5 separate regions of the Mus musculus genome follow, and all the other regions are linked to region 1. Evidence: chromatin contacts called from public HiChIP or PLAC-seq and promoter capture Hi-C data. All regions are on one chromosome and are shown on one strand. The core of a region is the stretch at or near the end of the contact, and the rest is flanking DNA. Distances in the headings are between cores, read along the strand shown.

What was found. Promoter capture Hi-C pulls out the DNA fragments that hold promoters and counts their contacts. HiChIP or PLAC-seq counts read pairs in DNA pulled down with a chosen protein or histone mark. Capture Hi-C pulls out chosen DNA fragments and counts their contacts.
Region 2: a promoter capture Hi-C map of pre-B cells shows a contact between it and region 1, with 9 times the contacts expected there. The contact joins the promoter of Tmtc4 here to the promoter of Rap2a in region 1. A contact is called at or near these places in 3 of 39 promoter capture datasets (liver and pre-B cells), 1 of 115 datasets of contacts at active chromatin or transcription factors (thymic regulatory T cells) and 2 of 9 other capture datasets (adipose tissue and liver).
Region 3: a promoter capture Hi-C map of pre-B cells shows a contact between it and region 1, with 4 times the contacts expected there. The contact joins the promoter of Ggact here to the promoter of Rap2a in region 1. A contact is called at or near these places in 2 of 39 promoter capture datasets (liver and pre-B cells).
Region 4: a contact with region 1 is called in a promoter capture Hi-C map of liver. The contact joins the promoter of Tgds here to the promoter of Rap2a in region 1. A contact is called at or near these places in 3 of 39 promoter capture datasets (the C10 cell line, liver and pre-B cells), 6 of 484 Hi-C or Micro-C datasets (CD4 T cells, Th1 cells, embryonic stem cells and 3 more), 3 of 115 datasets of contacts at active chromatin or transcription factors (Th17 cells, embryonic stem cells and large pre-B cells) and 2 of 9 other capture datasets (adipose tissue and liver).
Region 5: an H3K27ac HiChIP or PLAC-seq map of embryonic stem cells shows a contact between it and region 1, with 5 times the contacts expected there. The contact joins the promoter of Sox21 here to the promoter of Rap2a in region 1. A contact is called at or near these places in 1 of 39 promoter capture datasets (pre-B cells) and 2 of 115 datasets of contacts at active chromatin or transcription factors (embryonic stem cells and large pre-B cells).

The regions. Positions count from the first base shown.
Region 1 is chr14:120,477,092-120,479,848 of GRCm38.p6, forward strand. It overlaps Rap2a (RAS related protein 2a), which reads left to right and starts at 1,370. Exons shown (of 2, transcript NM_029519.3): 1 at 1,370-1,949. The coding sequence starts at 1,636.
Region 2 is chr14:122,981,919-122,984,675 of GRCm38.p6, forward strand. Tmtc4 (transmembrane and tetratricopeptide repeat containing 4) reads right to left here and starts at 1,365. Exons shown (of 18, transcript NM_028651.3): 1 at 1,254-1,365.
Region 3 is chr14:122,911,768-122,914,524 of GRCm38.p6, forward strand. Ggact (gamma-glutamylamine cyclotransferase) reads right to left here and starts at 1,398. Exons shown (of 3, transcript NM_145466.2): 1 at 1,334-1,398. 4930594M22Rik (RIKEN cDNA 4930594M22 gene) reads left to right here and starts at 1,263. Exons shown (of 2, transcript NR_155287.1): 1 at 1,263-1,525.
Region 4 is chr14:118,131,436-118,134,192 of GRCm38.p6, forward strand. It overlaps Tgds (TDP-glucose 4,6-dehydratase), which reads right to left and starts at 1,330. Exons shown (of 12, transcript NM_029578.3): 1 at 1,209-1,330. The coding sequence starts at 1,294.
Region 5 is chr14:118,235,597-118,238,353 of GRCm38.p6, forward strand. Sox21 (SRY (sex determining region Y)-box 21) reads right to left here and starts at 1,434. Exons shown (of 1, transcript NM_177753.3): 1 at 1-1,434. The coding sequence starts at 39. It overlaps Gm4675 (predicted gene 4675), which reads left to right and starts at 636. Exons shown (of 3, transcript NR_131969.1): 1 at 636-1,348.

The sequences.
Region 1 (2,757 bases), core at 120-2,619:
ATTTGCGATTGTGGCTGGGAGCGTATGACGAAGATTCGGGGGCCAAAGATACGCTGGTTTACAACGGGGTAGAAAATACACATTTGAGGAGGCATGATCGGAGGACCACAGCAACTGCTGCCAGATGGATGTCTCCTGAGGGACCGGAAAATTTCTCACCCTGAAGACAAAAGTCCCAGTTTTCTCGATTCAGCCCACGATCCAGCCCGCATCCTCTGCCACCACTTCCATGCCCATCTCCAGGCAGAATGCCACGGAGGCGACGTTAGAACAGAACTCATCCCTCTTGTCTGCCAACGCAACCCGCTCCGGTGCCAGAACACCAGGGGGTCGGGCGCTCGAACCCTGCCCCTCCCAGTTCCCCAGCAGCCCTGCACTGTCTCCACAGTGCAGGTTTGATTGGCTCCGCCCAGCCCTCTGTCACTCCTCAGTTGGCCTACGATTGGGTACCAGGCCGTGCGCAAGCGCAAACTCTCAGCCCCTCCAGGCCCCGGAGGGGAGTTGGCTCAGTCTATCACTGGGTCTTACACCAATTGGTTAGCAAGATGAGACGCCTTTTCATTGGTCAAGAGTGGTAGTCTAGAGTCCGGACTCACAATCTGATTGGCTACAGTGAATCCGAGCTTCCGCGCAGACACCCCCGCAGGCTGTTGCTGAGATGTTCTGGGGTCTCCCGACAGTGGGGGGCGGATCCGAGCTCCAGGTTTTCCAGGCGCCCAAGGCTGTCTACCAGCCCGGGGGGAGGAGCTCGGCTTACGTCAAACTCGACAAGGGCGGGGCTAGAGGGCGGGCCGGTGACGTCATCGGGCGCGGACCGGGTTTGCGTGTAGCCTGGGCGCCACGGACTAGCCGAGCTTCGATTTGCTTGTGTAACTCATGGCGGCGGCCCTTAAGGCTCACGTCGTTACGTATAACGGGATCAAGCCAAAGCTCTCCGAAGGCTGACAGGCTGAGTCATGTATGTCAGCCATAGGCCGGCCCGTCCTGAGGTCCCCAAGCACGGTGCGCACGGCTTCCTAAGCCCACGGTCCCTCCACCGTCACCTCCCGCAAACCCCCGAGCGTGGGCGTCTGACGTTGCCTGCCTTCGGGCGGAGGAGAGCGCGCAGACGCAGTACGGAGGCCGGTCAGGCTGGGTGTTGCCGGGTGTCGCGGAAGCCGGTCTTCTCTGGAGCGCGCGGACGGTCGCTAGGCGACGGCGCGAGGGGCGGGCTTTCTTATAGACCCCTCCCACCCGGCTGGCTCCGCCCCGGGCAGCGCTGCGGCTGGGCTCGGGCGCGCGCTCCAGCGCTGGGGAAGCGGCGGCGGCGGCGGCAGCAGCGGCGGCGGGAGCTGGGCGTGGAGGCGCGAGGGGCGGGGCGGGCGGCATTGCGGGCCCGCGGTTCGGGCGGCTCCGGCTCGAGGTCGAGCTCTGTTGCTGCTCTCGCCCTCGGGGCTGCATCGTCCTCCCGCTTGGCCCGCTCACAGGGCCGCGCACGACTCGTTCAGCTGCAGCCCCGCTGCCGGCGCCCGGGGCGCTGCCGCGGCCGTGAGCCGACGAGTCCGTAAGGGCGGCGGGGCCGCGGGGTCGGGGCGCGGCGCGCGGGCGCAGGTCTATGTCGCGGGCGGCGGCGGCGGCGGCGGCCGCGCAGGGACGATGCGCGAGTACAAAGTGGTGGTGCTGGGCTCGGGCGGGGTAGGCAAATCCGCCCTGACCGTGCAGTTCGTGACCGGCACCTTCATTGAGAAATACGACCCCACCATCGAGGACTTCTACCGCAAGGAGATCGAGGTGGACTCCTCGCCTTCGGTGCTGGAGATCCTGGACACCGCGGGCACCGAGCAGTTCGCGTCCATGCGGGACCTGTACATCAAGAACGGCCAGGGCTTCATCCTGGTCTACAGCTTGGTCAACCAGCAGAGCTTCCAAGACATCAAGCCCATGCGGGACCAGATCATCCGCGTGAAGCGGTGAGCAGAGCGGGGCACACGGGGCTCGGTGGCTGCGGCGATCCCGGTCCTTGGCTTGCCCGGGCTACACCACCTCCTCCAGGGGCTCAGATTTGTGGGCTTTGTTTCACAAGTGAAATTGGGCATCCTGTTAACCCTCAGCCCAGCCCTTTGTCTCTAGGACGTTGGTAGCGCTTCTTCGGGACCCTAGAAAGAACAAAGTTTCAAACTTGCAAGGAAAGAAGGGATGAGTAGGTGGGCGCTAGGGAAAGGGGAGCTGTCTTAGTGTAGGCACGCCTGTGAAGAGTGAGCGCGCGCTTAAATGCACCCGTAAGAGGTTTGACAGCCGAAATTTGTACATACATATCTTGTGACAGTGTCAATACTAAGTTAGGGGGGACCTTTCTCGTTGCGGAAAAGATTAAATGTTGCCAGGAGGTTGGCAGAAATGGATTAGTGCAAAACTTTAAAGACACATTGGCAAATAATTTGAAGACCACACAACATTCAGTTGGCTTGGCATATAGAAGCACACTTGTGACATTTACGCGGAGAGCGTGCAGATTCAGTTCTCTTTCTCTCTTAAAAGCTAGCCTCCTCATCCCCCCCCCGCACCCCCCCCCCGAAAAAAAAAAGAACAGGGAAGGAGGCTATTCTTGGAAAACAAACAGAAGTTTAGTCTGAGTTCTGGCTTGTGTATCAGCTAATTTAAAGTTAATGCAAAAAAAAAAAAAAAAAGAAGAAGAAGAAGAAGAAGAAGAAGAAGCAAACAAGCTTTTTCCTGATATAAAGTGTTCAAAGGATGTATTTTTGCATGTGGCTGGTGACC
Region 2 (2,757 bases), core at 115-2,614, 2.5 Mb after region 1:
GCCACCTAACTGGAGACTCTTCCACAGGCATGGAGAGCCTCTTGTCCTTTACATTAAGGGCAATGCATCCAGGGCCAGTTGCCCTTCAGGATGGAGGGCAACCTTGCCTCTAGAAATCAGATTAAATAATGTGATAGTTTCTGACCACCCGTATCTGGCACGATGCAGAGAGAGCTAGCACACATTGTGCTAGAGGCAAAGGAGCCAGCCATCCTCTGTAGTGATGGGCCAAAAGCAGAGTAAGGTGAATCCTGTTGTGACCCATCTTCCTAATTCAAGAAGTGGCTGCCCATCTGAGGTTTCACATTCAGAATTTCTGCCTCAGAAAGTTTCCACTTTGCTAGCATGTAACCATTTTCCCACCCAGGTGGGCGAGCATACCTCACTTTGCCCCAGTTCCACCTATAGTGCACAGCTTTCGGGGGATGCAGGTACAAGGGGCAAAAATGGTTCCAGTCAATCCTTACTATAATTCTCCCCATCCATCTGTTCACGGGGAGAGAGCAAAGTGTGGATGATTCAGTGGAGATATCTGTCCTCTAACTCCTCCTTTCTTTTGTGTGTAGTTATAAAAAGAAAGAAAACACAAACAGCCCACAGTCACAACATCAACAACCCAGACTCCCCGTGGAGTTCGCAGGAGGTGAGGCGGTTGCTACACCACCTGCTTGGCTCCCCCAACTCCTGGCAGCCGTTCCAGGCTCCCAGGCCAGTGGTACCAGCTTTGCTCCACAGTTGAGCGTAGAGTAACTGGCACTCCTGGCTCTGCTGGGTGGCTCTCCGTGTAACCCTGGGCGGGCGGCCAAGCTACCCGGCTGTGTCCAGCCGTCGCCCGTGCCTTGGCCAGCTGGCGACCAGGCGCGGGGACCCCGCGGCCAGGTGGCCGCTGCACCCGGTGGACTCCCGGGTTACAAAGCTGTTGCACGGCTGGGTCAGACAGTAGCAGGCAAGGGTCTGGCTCGGCGACCTCGGCCGTAGCAGGGCAGTGCCGGAGCTTGAGCTCGGGGCGCGCACCCTTACCGCGCGCTCTTTGTCCGGGGTGCGGCTTCTACCCAGGCGCAGACCGCCCGGGGCGGCGTCCGCGGGAGGCAGCTCGAGTGTCGGAGCTAACTCTAGTAGAGGTGCAGAGCTCGGGCGCCGCCCCCGGGCCCCAGCGCAGGGCTGGCGGCTCAGCTGAGAGCCCGGGAGCCCGCGCCCAACTCCGAGCGCCCTGCAGCTGCGCTCGGCCCTCAGCGGGCCGCCCCGCGCTTTACCTGCAAGGAGCACGAGCCGCGATCTCATCTCCCCTCCCGCGTGCTTAAACTCCGGCGGCTCCCCAGCCCGCCGCCGCCAGGGGAGGGGCTGCCCTCCCACTCCCACCCCGCCGCGTCCCGCCCCCCGCCGCGCCGCTTCCCACTCGCGGCTGCCCGCTCCCGTCTAGTCCCGCCTCCCGCCGCGGGACCATCGGTTGCCCTTTCCATCACTCACGCTCTCCTCTTCCGCTTATTGGTCCGTGTCGGAGTGACGTCGGAACAGAGCGCTCGCCACGAAGGAGGCGCAGGGGCAGACAGGCTTTGCTGGGAAGAGAAAGCGCAGCTGGGACGCGAAGCAGCAGCGGCGGTTCCCGGGCCTGGCCGCTGTTCCCTGCGGATCCGTGCGTTCTAAGCCTATTCCTGGCTTGTCTCGCACGTTCCGCCGAGGGCTGTGGAATCCCTGCAGAAAATCTCAACTCCACGCTTCTTTCTGTCTGAAGTTGTTGAAGAAATGTCCCCACTTTCTCCCTTTGAAACGGGAAGTGACTTCCTCCTCCTAAGGCCGTGCAACCTCAGGACTGCGCCTCCTTTGGAGCAGTGCCATACAGTCACGACCACTAGGTGCTACACCTCCCTCCTGATGGGAAGGTCACCCACTCAGTTTCCACTCCTAGTACTTATTTGTGCTGCCACCTTCAAGAGAAAAAACCTTTGTACTTTCCACTACCAGACTTACAGACCTCAAACCTCAATGACCTCCGACCCTCCTCAAAGCATCAGTCTCTGATCTGTCTCCCTCTTTGGAGTGGAGTCCGCATCCTCAGCACCAAGTGACTTCCAAGCTTTCCTCTGCTCTATGTGTCACCCTGCCTTTCGCTGCCCTTCATCGCTGAAGCAGAGTGCTTCTCCCCTCCCCCACCCCCACCTCCACCCCCAACCACAGCTGTTTCCAACTTCATTCATTTGGCTTTCATTCAGGGAAACTGCATTTGCCAGTCACCTCTGCTGTCTTCTGCCCTTACTAAGGCCAGAGGACATTTTGCTTCCCAATGCTACCTCATCTCACAATTTCCTCCTCCTTAAAATGCCCTCTTCTTTATGCCTATTGCCTTTTCTCTCTCCTGTCCCCCTCCCCCACCCCACCCCCAAGTCTATTTGACTGGCTTGCCTGCCCTGAATGATCGCTAAGAGTTTTAAAAGCCTCATCCTTTTCTCCTACTCCACAAATTTCCCTGTATGATTTAATCTGCTGCCAACACTCCAATCAATACATTTCAGATTTACACTTCTTTTCCTTGCTTTCTCGGAGTTCAAACCTATTTATCTAGTTCCCCACTTAGCTTCTCCCCTTGTATATGCCACCACATCTCAAATAGTAAGACATCCGTCATGCTTTCTCTGCCTTCCTTCTGGTGGTCTGTGACAGCCAGAGTATCACAAACCAAAGTCGGCTTTAGTCCTGGCATCTAATGAATGGTCAAGGTCCTGATTTATAAGTGCCTCTACCTTTATATGCCTCCTCCAC
Region 3 (2,757 bases), core at 148-2,647, 2.4 Mb after region 1:
CCTTCCCATGGACCATGTCCCTCTTCAAACATGACAGCACTAGTCTGTAGGGCAGAGGGTCCTCTCCCCTAACAAGACCCTGGCCAAGGCCAATAAAGAGTCATCCCATGACTCCTTTTCAAGCTTTGACAGACAGAACTGGAGCTCTCAAAAGTTCTTACTAGATAAAGAAGAAACTTTTATTTGTTTTGGTTTTGATATTTTTTTGATGTAAGATCTTGCATATCCCAGGATGGTCTGCTTTAGCGTTCTGAGTGCTGGAATCACAGACATAAGCCACCACACCTGGCTTGATCCTGTACTTAAAAAAAATTAACCTTTGCAGGGTTTTGGTTTTGGTTTTGGTTCTGTACCACACACTGCCATCCACTAATGACCACCACAGACAGACGTCAGTCCAGCTCACCACTTCACACAGAAGGGTGAATTCTACCACTGAGCCACATTCCTAATCCCAACTTGGTCTGCTTATTTTCCAGTGCTGGAGAGCCAATCTTGGGCCTTTTGCATGCTAAGGACATGGTTTGTAAGTTCACTAGTTTAAATAAAAGGTTCAGTACAAAAAAAAAAAAAATCCACCAATTAACTTTGCAAACTAGCTTTTAGAGAAAAATGCCCTCTATTGTTGAAGTCTGGCCTGCTTACTCAGGGACTTCTCAGAGAAGGTTCAGGAAAATGAGGCCAAACTGCAGAGTTCCTCACTTAGCAAGCACTTCAGTTACAGGAAACAGACCAGGAGAAAGACTTCAATTAGAAGAAATCTTTTAACATAAATAAATGAGCTTGGAGTTAAGCTAAGTTAAAATACACGCACACCTCAAATGGGTTTTAAGCGAGGCTGTAACGTTATAACTCGTTGATTAGAGTTAAACAGCAATAATAACCACGGATAGAATCAAAGGGATGGATCGCCAAAGTTCCAGGCGTTTTACTACTGGTTCCAAAGGAAATCCAGATGTGAAACGGACCAACAGAAGTTGGTTTAGGATTCTTTTTCAGGTTTTGGACTCTTCACACATAAGTGACTCCTAAAGTAAAATTAAAAAAACATTTCTTTTGAAAACCGCTAGCCACATTCCCTTAGGATCTTAAGCTACCTGTTGGAGCTGTCTGTCCCGCGAGAGCAAGCATCAGCTCCGCTCCGGTAGCAGTCACAGCACGGGCCGCCCGGGCAGCTTTCCGGGGTGGGGGTGGGGGGTCAAATGCGCGCTCCGCCCAGCGCGTTCCGCCAGGCAGACCCATACGCCGGGACGCTAGCGGACATTCGCTGGCTGGTGACAGAGTCCCTAAGCCGCCCCCAGGCTCCCAGTCCCAGCCCGCCTCGGCGCCTCACCTGCAGCGGTCGGGGGAATCACGAGGAGCGCGCCCGGACCACGGAGCGGAAATGCCCAGCTGGGCGGGTGTCGCAACCAAACCGCCCCGGGCGGCGCTCCTGCTGGTCTCTCGCCGCTCCGCCCGCCCCGGCAGCGCCACGGAGCGCACCTGGCAGCGCGCACGCCACTCCCCATGTGCCGGAACCGCGCAGGTAAGAACCCGAAGCCACATTCCTCCGAAATGCAAGCAAGCAAGCTCCCCACCACCACTCCCACCACCAGACACGGGCTCGACTGCTCCCACCAGGTTCAGCTCTACATCACACATGCTTTGACTCCACGTTAGACCCAAACACGCCTAAGATTCACTACTTCAGAGAGACTCACCCCTTCACATAGACACTGAGGTGATGCTAAACTCAGATCTGAGGAAGGCTCCACAGGACAATTAAGGCATCGCATCTGCTCGTACATATCCCTACGGGATACAGGTAACTGTAGCAATTCTGCCTACTTACCAACTCTTTTTAAAATAAAACTTGTTTAGGAGCTAATGGAAGAACTAGCTTTCCCCTACATCCTACCCTTAGGACATAAGATGTATGAGAACCAAAAGCTGAGGGCAATTTTTTCTCTAGAGATCTTTATCATGGAAGGATGTTCCTATGGCAGAATGCAGGCAGGCGTGATGCTGGAGAGTTCTATATGTCCCTATCGGGATGTGAAAGCAACGTCACAGAGATGGTGAGACTAGAGACCCATTGTCTCCTCATCGAGACCCAAATTAACTATATGACTACTGCTTTTCCTTTCATCATTTCCCATCCCTTTGACTTTGTGTATGTGGAGTACTTGAAATCGTGTTATATTCTTGGTTTTCACGTAGCATCAAATGATGCTGAAGTGGTTGTATTTTAAATAGATGTCCAAGTCTACAAGAACCCTGAACAATCATCACATTTATAAACCACCAATTTTATAGAAAGAGGACCATGAGAAGGAAAATGGGGTCTTAAAGGAGGGCCTGGGAAGGGGAGAAACAGGGAGTAATAGGATTACACATGACATCAAAGATGGGCAGGGATGAGGGAAGGAGGCATGGAGAGAAGAACAAAGCAGTACTACGAAAGTCTCAGAGCCACTCATAATGCGGCAAGCTAATTTACAAAACTAAATCGTTGAAGAAGAAGGTTAAGGGTCTAAGTATGCTTGAAGTTACTCCTTTACCACAATCTCATTTTACAGTGGAGAAATCAATAAAACCAGTAGTGGTCCCATTGTATTTACTGGAAGCAACTGGGGCACAAAGTAAATAAGCAACTAATCCCAGGTTCCAGGTAAATATGGTAAAATCAGATTCATCTGTCTTTGATAGTCACTGAACCTTTAAAAATGACTTATGATATCTTAGTTAGGGTTTCTATCGCTGTGAAGAGACACCATG
Region 4 (2,757 bases), core at 80-2,579, 2.3 Mb before region 1:
GTGTCTGTGGATTTAAAAGGCCCACTGCATGTTCTTGGGCAGTAACCAAGACTCTCTGACCCCTCCCCATGCAGGAGACACTACAAGGACAGAACTTCCTGTGGATCGCTCACGCATCCATCCACTCAACTCTTACAGAAGACCTTCACGATATGGCCCTGACCTTTCTTTCTGTGGGAGCTTAATGAACATCAGTCTACTCTCACACAGTTTATACTCTAGAAGAAGGGCAAGGCCATAAACAAGTAAACACAAGTACTCAATGTAATTTCAGGTAGTGCTGAGTGGATGGGTGGCCTAAGGTGTTCCCATAAGCACTCTGAAGGTGATATGCGGGTAAATTAACAGCCTATGCAACTGCCTCAAGTCGGGAAGCAGCACTAACCTCCTGTGCTCCGAGAAGCCTGAGAGGGTTGTGGGCGAGTACAGAAAAGCAAGAGACTAGGTTGGGAAGCAGGGCTCGAGCACCCGAGTCTTCTAGATCGGATAAAGACCCTGGACTTTCATTACAAGTCTCACAGAAACCATGACTGTAAAACTCTATGCAGCTGCATCTATCTCACTTAGGAACACACTCTACAAAGTGTAAAGAAAACGCGCGAGATCAACAGGAGAGGGATAGTAGCAGTGTTCTAAGGAAAAGGAGGCAGGGAACAGAAGTCAAATTAAGAATAAGCTTTGACACAAATAGAAAGGACAGTTTCACGGTAGGTGGGTGTGAGCCTCAAACAGGTTGGGAATAACAAAGGATTTGTAAACAGTTTCTAAAAAAGAGAAGACAAGACAAAGAGTCCCATTACGATCGATCCTCACATCGTGTAGAGGCGAGCTTTTGGAAAGGCCTTCATCTGCTGGCCGGAGCTTTGTCAGAGAGCGGGAAGAAAAGGGAATGAAACTGATGTGTGCTTCTCAGAAAAGTGACAGGTGGTAAACACCCCCGGGCAGGTAGGGGGTGGGACAGCAGCAAGGCACTCCTGAGTTCCCCTTTTTGTGGGGAAGGTGTTAAAGAAGTCGCATTTTCGAAGCAACCTCGTCTTGGCTGGCCAGAAAGTGAGGGAAACCGGATGGACATCCGGGCTGTGCATTGGGACCCTCCCCATAACGGATCTGCAAAGTCGTGGACCCGAAGTGCAAAAGACAAGGAGAACCGCAGGGCAAGGTTAGGATTTGTGGGGAGAAACTTCTCAGCCACCAGCACCGTTACCTACATGAAACCAGCACCCCCGGTCACCAGGACCCGCTTCGCGAAGCTGCCGGGAGGACCAGAACGCTCCTCCCGGCTCGCAGCGGACATCTTCAGCTCTGCAGAGCCAGCGCCGTAAAGCGCGGCGTCTGAAGAACCGAGGGAAGCAGCTTCACGACGCTTTACGACATGCCCCGCCCCCGACACGTTCAAAGGAAGTCGCAGAGGCTTCCGGGTTCTCCCAGACCCCAAAAGAGGGGCGGAGCCGGCAGTGGCACTGCGCAGGCGCGCACTCTCTAGCCCATAGTCACCAGCTAGGAGAAATTAGGGTCATTGGTACTAGGGTCTGGAATATTTTCTAAGCAAGTGTCACCAGCATGGATTACTACTATAGGTGCTTAGAAATTCGGAGTTATGAATCGATGCCTTCATTTTTGAACTTCAGCTATGCTCATAGACTAACACCCAGCTGAGCAGAATCCTCTAGAATGTATGCAGTATGGAAATGGAAAGTTGCATTGCAAAATTATGTTTCACTGTTGTAAATACTGTCACAAAAGGCGAAGGCCGCTTGCAATCATGATAAGTAAGTTTTGCAGAGTTCCCTGGAAGGTTTTACTCTCTTCTCTTGTCTGCTCACTGTGCCCCAATCCTGGTCCTTCTTGCTCTTATTTATATTACCAGGTGTTCTTCCCTGGTCTACCTGCCCTTTCCTCGGATGTCTGACTAGTGTTTACCTCCTTCAGTTCTCAGTTTGAGTGCCATCTTCCTATTAGAGTCATTCCTTGACTCTAACCATGCAGAACCATTTTTTTTTTTTTGTTTTCTTCTTATCATTCATCAACAAATTGGCCACTGATGTAATTTCTCACTGTCTCTGCTCCATGGAGGTAAGGCCATTCATTTCTCTGGGACCAGATCTATCACACACTCATCAACAAGTGGGCTTATCATATGATTGCTCACTGCTGTTTATATTATAGTCTGCTGCTTTCTATGAATTCGGAGGCTCTACCAAGTGGGAGTGATTAGAAGTCATATTAATTTTTTATGTACCGAGGCATCAAAAAAAAAAAAAAAAAGCCTGTCTTCAGTGAAAGAGAATAACATTACTGATCAAGAAGAAAGACATGAAGCCAGCAGGTGATAGCACACACCTCTAGTGCCAGCACCTGGGAGGCAGAAGCAGATGGATCTCTGAGTTCAAGGACAGCCTGGTCTACAGAGTGAGTTTCGGGACAGCCAGGTTACACAGAGAAACCCTGTCTCAAGCACACACACACACACACACACACACACACACACACACACACACGAGACAAAGGGAAAGTGCCTACAGTAATCAAAGCCCATGCTCTGCTTTTCCTTTAGAATCAACCTCACCCACGTTCTTGGTTTACCATTTACACAATTAAAGCTTTCAACAACTTAAACTTAGTAGGGTTTTATTTTATCAAACAATGAAAAACCTGGCAATGCTCTGAAAGAAAGGTTCAGAGAGCACCATCAAGAAACCCAGGCAGTCAATCTGTATAAACAAAGGCTGGAGGGAAGTGTGGCCCAGTGGTTAAGAA
Region 5 (2,757 bases), core at 184-2,683, 2.2 Mb before region 1:
GTTCATGGGCCGCTTGACGTGGTCCACAGGCTTGGACATGCTGTCGCCGTGCCGCGGCTGCAGCCCGCCGCCGCCGCCACCGGGGCCCTCGGCCTCCGCCCGGAGGAAATCAATGTTGGCTGCCAGAGGGAACCGGCTCAGCGGGCGGCCGTGCGTCCCCGCGTCGTTCCCGCGCGGGAAGAGAGGACCAGACGACCAGCCCTGGGTCGGGGCGCTGCGTCCCGGACCGCTTTGGTCTGTCTGGTCGAGCTCTAAGAAAAAATCCTCTCCGGGACCCTGAAACTTCTCCTCGGTGTCCCCACTCCGCGGTGTCACTCTGCCCTCTGCTTTTTTGTCCTCTGTCCCGTTGCTTTGGCTCGCCAACTCCCTGCAGGTGGCCGCTGCCTGGTTCTGCTCTCCCCTCTCCTCTGTCTTCAGCGCCTTAAAAGCCAAGCAGCCCCGAAAGTTGAGCGGCGGAGGATCCACCAAGTTGAGCCGAGAAGCCCGCCGCCGCGTGCTGCCAAGTGCCAAAGGGGGCTCTCGGCGGCTGGAGTGTTTGGGTTCTCCCCGGTGACTTTCTCATTTGACAGAAGCAGATGGGAGTGGGGGAGGGGTGGCCGCGAAGAGGAAGAGGAGGGGTAGGGTCGGGGCGCGCAGAGCAGGGCGGCGGACAGAAACACAAACACTGCAGCGGCCCGTCTTCTGTGTCGGGGTCAGGGCGCGCTGATGGAACCCCCAATCCTGTAGTTCTGCTGAGGGCTGACGCTGTCCCCGGGCACCTGCCTGGAGAATCTTGCTGCCGGGCTTTGGCACAGGAGAGGAGAGGAAGGAGGCGGGCTGAGGTTTTGAGTTAGCCTGAGTCGCCGGGCCTCAGTGGAGACTGTCCGGGTTCTCCGACTCGCTGCTGCAGGCTGTCCCCGGGGCCATGCTTGCTCCGCTGGCTCCCAGCTTCCCCGGGCGCACTGAAGGTCTCGGGCTCCCGGAGCACTCCAGAAGCGGAGGGCTGCTCGGTGCGGCGCGGCCGGCCAGGCCCGGGCGCCTTCTCCCAGCTCCGGTCGCAGCAGCCAGACACTTGCAACTAACTTCTCCCAAGTTTCCGGCCCGGGCTCAGCCGCGCCCCTCTCGGTGAGCGCGCCTCCGAGCGTGCGCCCGCGTGGGTGCCGCGCCCGCGAGCCCCTGGGTCCCGGCTACTCCGGGCGCCGCAGGCTGGAAGGATGCAGGGATCCAGGTCCTGGAGGAGGACGGGGATTAAAGAAAACGTGCTATATCACCTCAGATCGCAGGTCTGCTCTGGGGCTGCTCCTGCTTTCCCAGCTCCGGGCCCAGGCTTTCGCTCCGCCGCTTCCGAGGCGACTGCAGCCCGGCTCAGGTGAGTGTCGCCACCTGCGAGTGTTGGCGCCGGCAGCGGGCGCTGGGTGTGCATGTCCAGCCGCGGCCGTGTGTGAGTGTGTGTGTATATCCTGGGAGTGCGGAGGAGGAGCCGGGGAGTCCAGGAGGGAGGAGGGACCAGCGGAGCCTCCTCCCGTCCCCCCTCCCAACACTCCTCCTCCTACTCTTTTTTCACTTTGAGTGCAGGTTTAGGCGAGTGGAGTGTCCGCCGCGCGCCGCGGAGTCTGCGCACTGTTTGGAGCTTGGTGTCGCCGGCGGCTCCCCTGTTCTGCCCAGCGCTGCTGGTGCTCTGCTGGCTGCTCTTCCGGGAGGATGAAAGCGGTACACCAGAGGAAAAGAGCTTCAGAAACTGGCGAGGAAGAGGGTTGAGCCTGGGGGTGGGAGTGGGGGAAGAGTCTTTGAAAGTGTTTGAGACTGTTCCGAATGGCAAGAAAGTACTCATTTTCCTTGGAGGGCCAGGTGTGACTCGCAACAGACGCCTCCGGCAGTTTCTTGCCTCATGGTTGCACTCAGAGGTAGTGGAGTGGAAAGTAGCCCAGGATGGACAGAACATTTTTGGCAAGCCTTTGGAAAAGGAATGAGCCTAGGTTGAGCCCGCATCCCCTTCTGAATACACAGCTTTTTTAAACAGTTGTCTTCTGTCTTGTTTTGCCTTCTTTTAATTCTGGTCGTCAGAGCTATCTCTGTGTTGTTTCTTTAACGTTTGCAGTCTCTCAACGATAGGGCAAAGCTGCTTCAAATCAAAAGCATAAATCATTTCTCTAAATAAAAATTTTAAAAATGTTCTACTCTGACAGTTTTTATGCTGTTGAGCCAGTTTTCTTGCTTGGTAGTTAGAGCTATTATAATTGACGCTATACACAATCAAAAATCAAATAGCACCCCCGAATATTCCTGGGGAACCCCCCTCCTCAGGGACTTTGTGTTTCAGGCAGATTACTTGTCTTCCTTTGGCTGTTTGCAAGTAACACATTCGTATACACGGTTAGCTTTTTTTAAAATGTCTTTTTGCAATTTATGTCCAGTTTGTACACACACGGGACCTTTGAACCATTGATTTGTAATCAGGGCATTAACATGAATTGGTTTGCACTCCTATTTATTTAAGAATTGGGCTTGTTTTGTTGCTCATTTAAATTGAAGAAGGCGATGGCTTTTGAAATGTTTGTTGTGATAACAGACATGCCAGTCAGCAGTGGCATGTTAAGTGGGTTTCTGTTTTCCTTAGCTGTCATGTTTGTAAATGCTTATTTTGTATTGTTTTTGCTCTCCTGTTGCTAAAACAATTGAACTGATTCCTCTAGAATCATAATTCTTTACCTCACTTTTGTAGACACTGTCATTCAGACTCTGGGTGGTGCGATGCTAAGACTCTGGCAAGTGTAATTA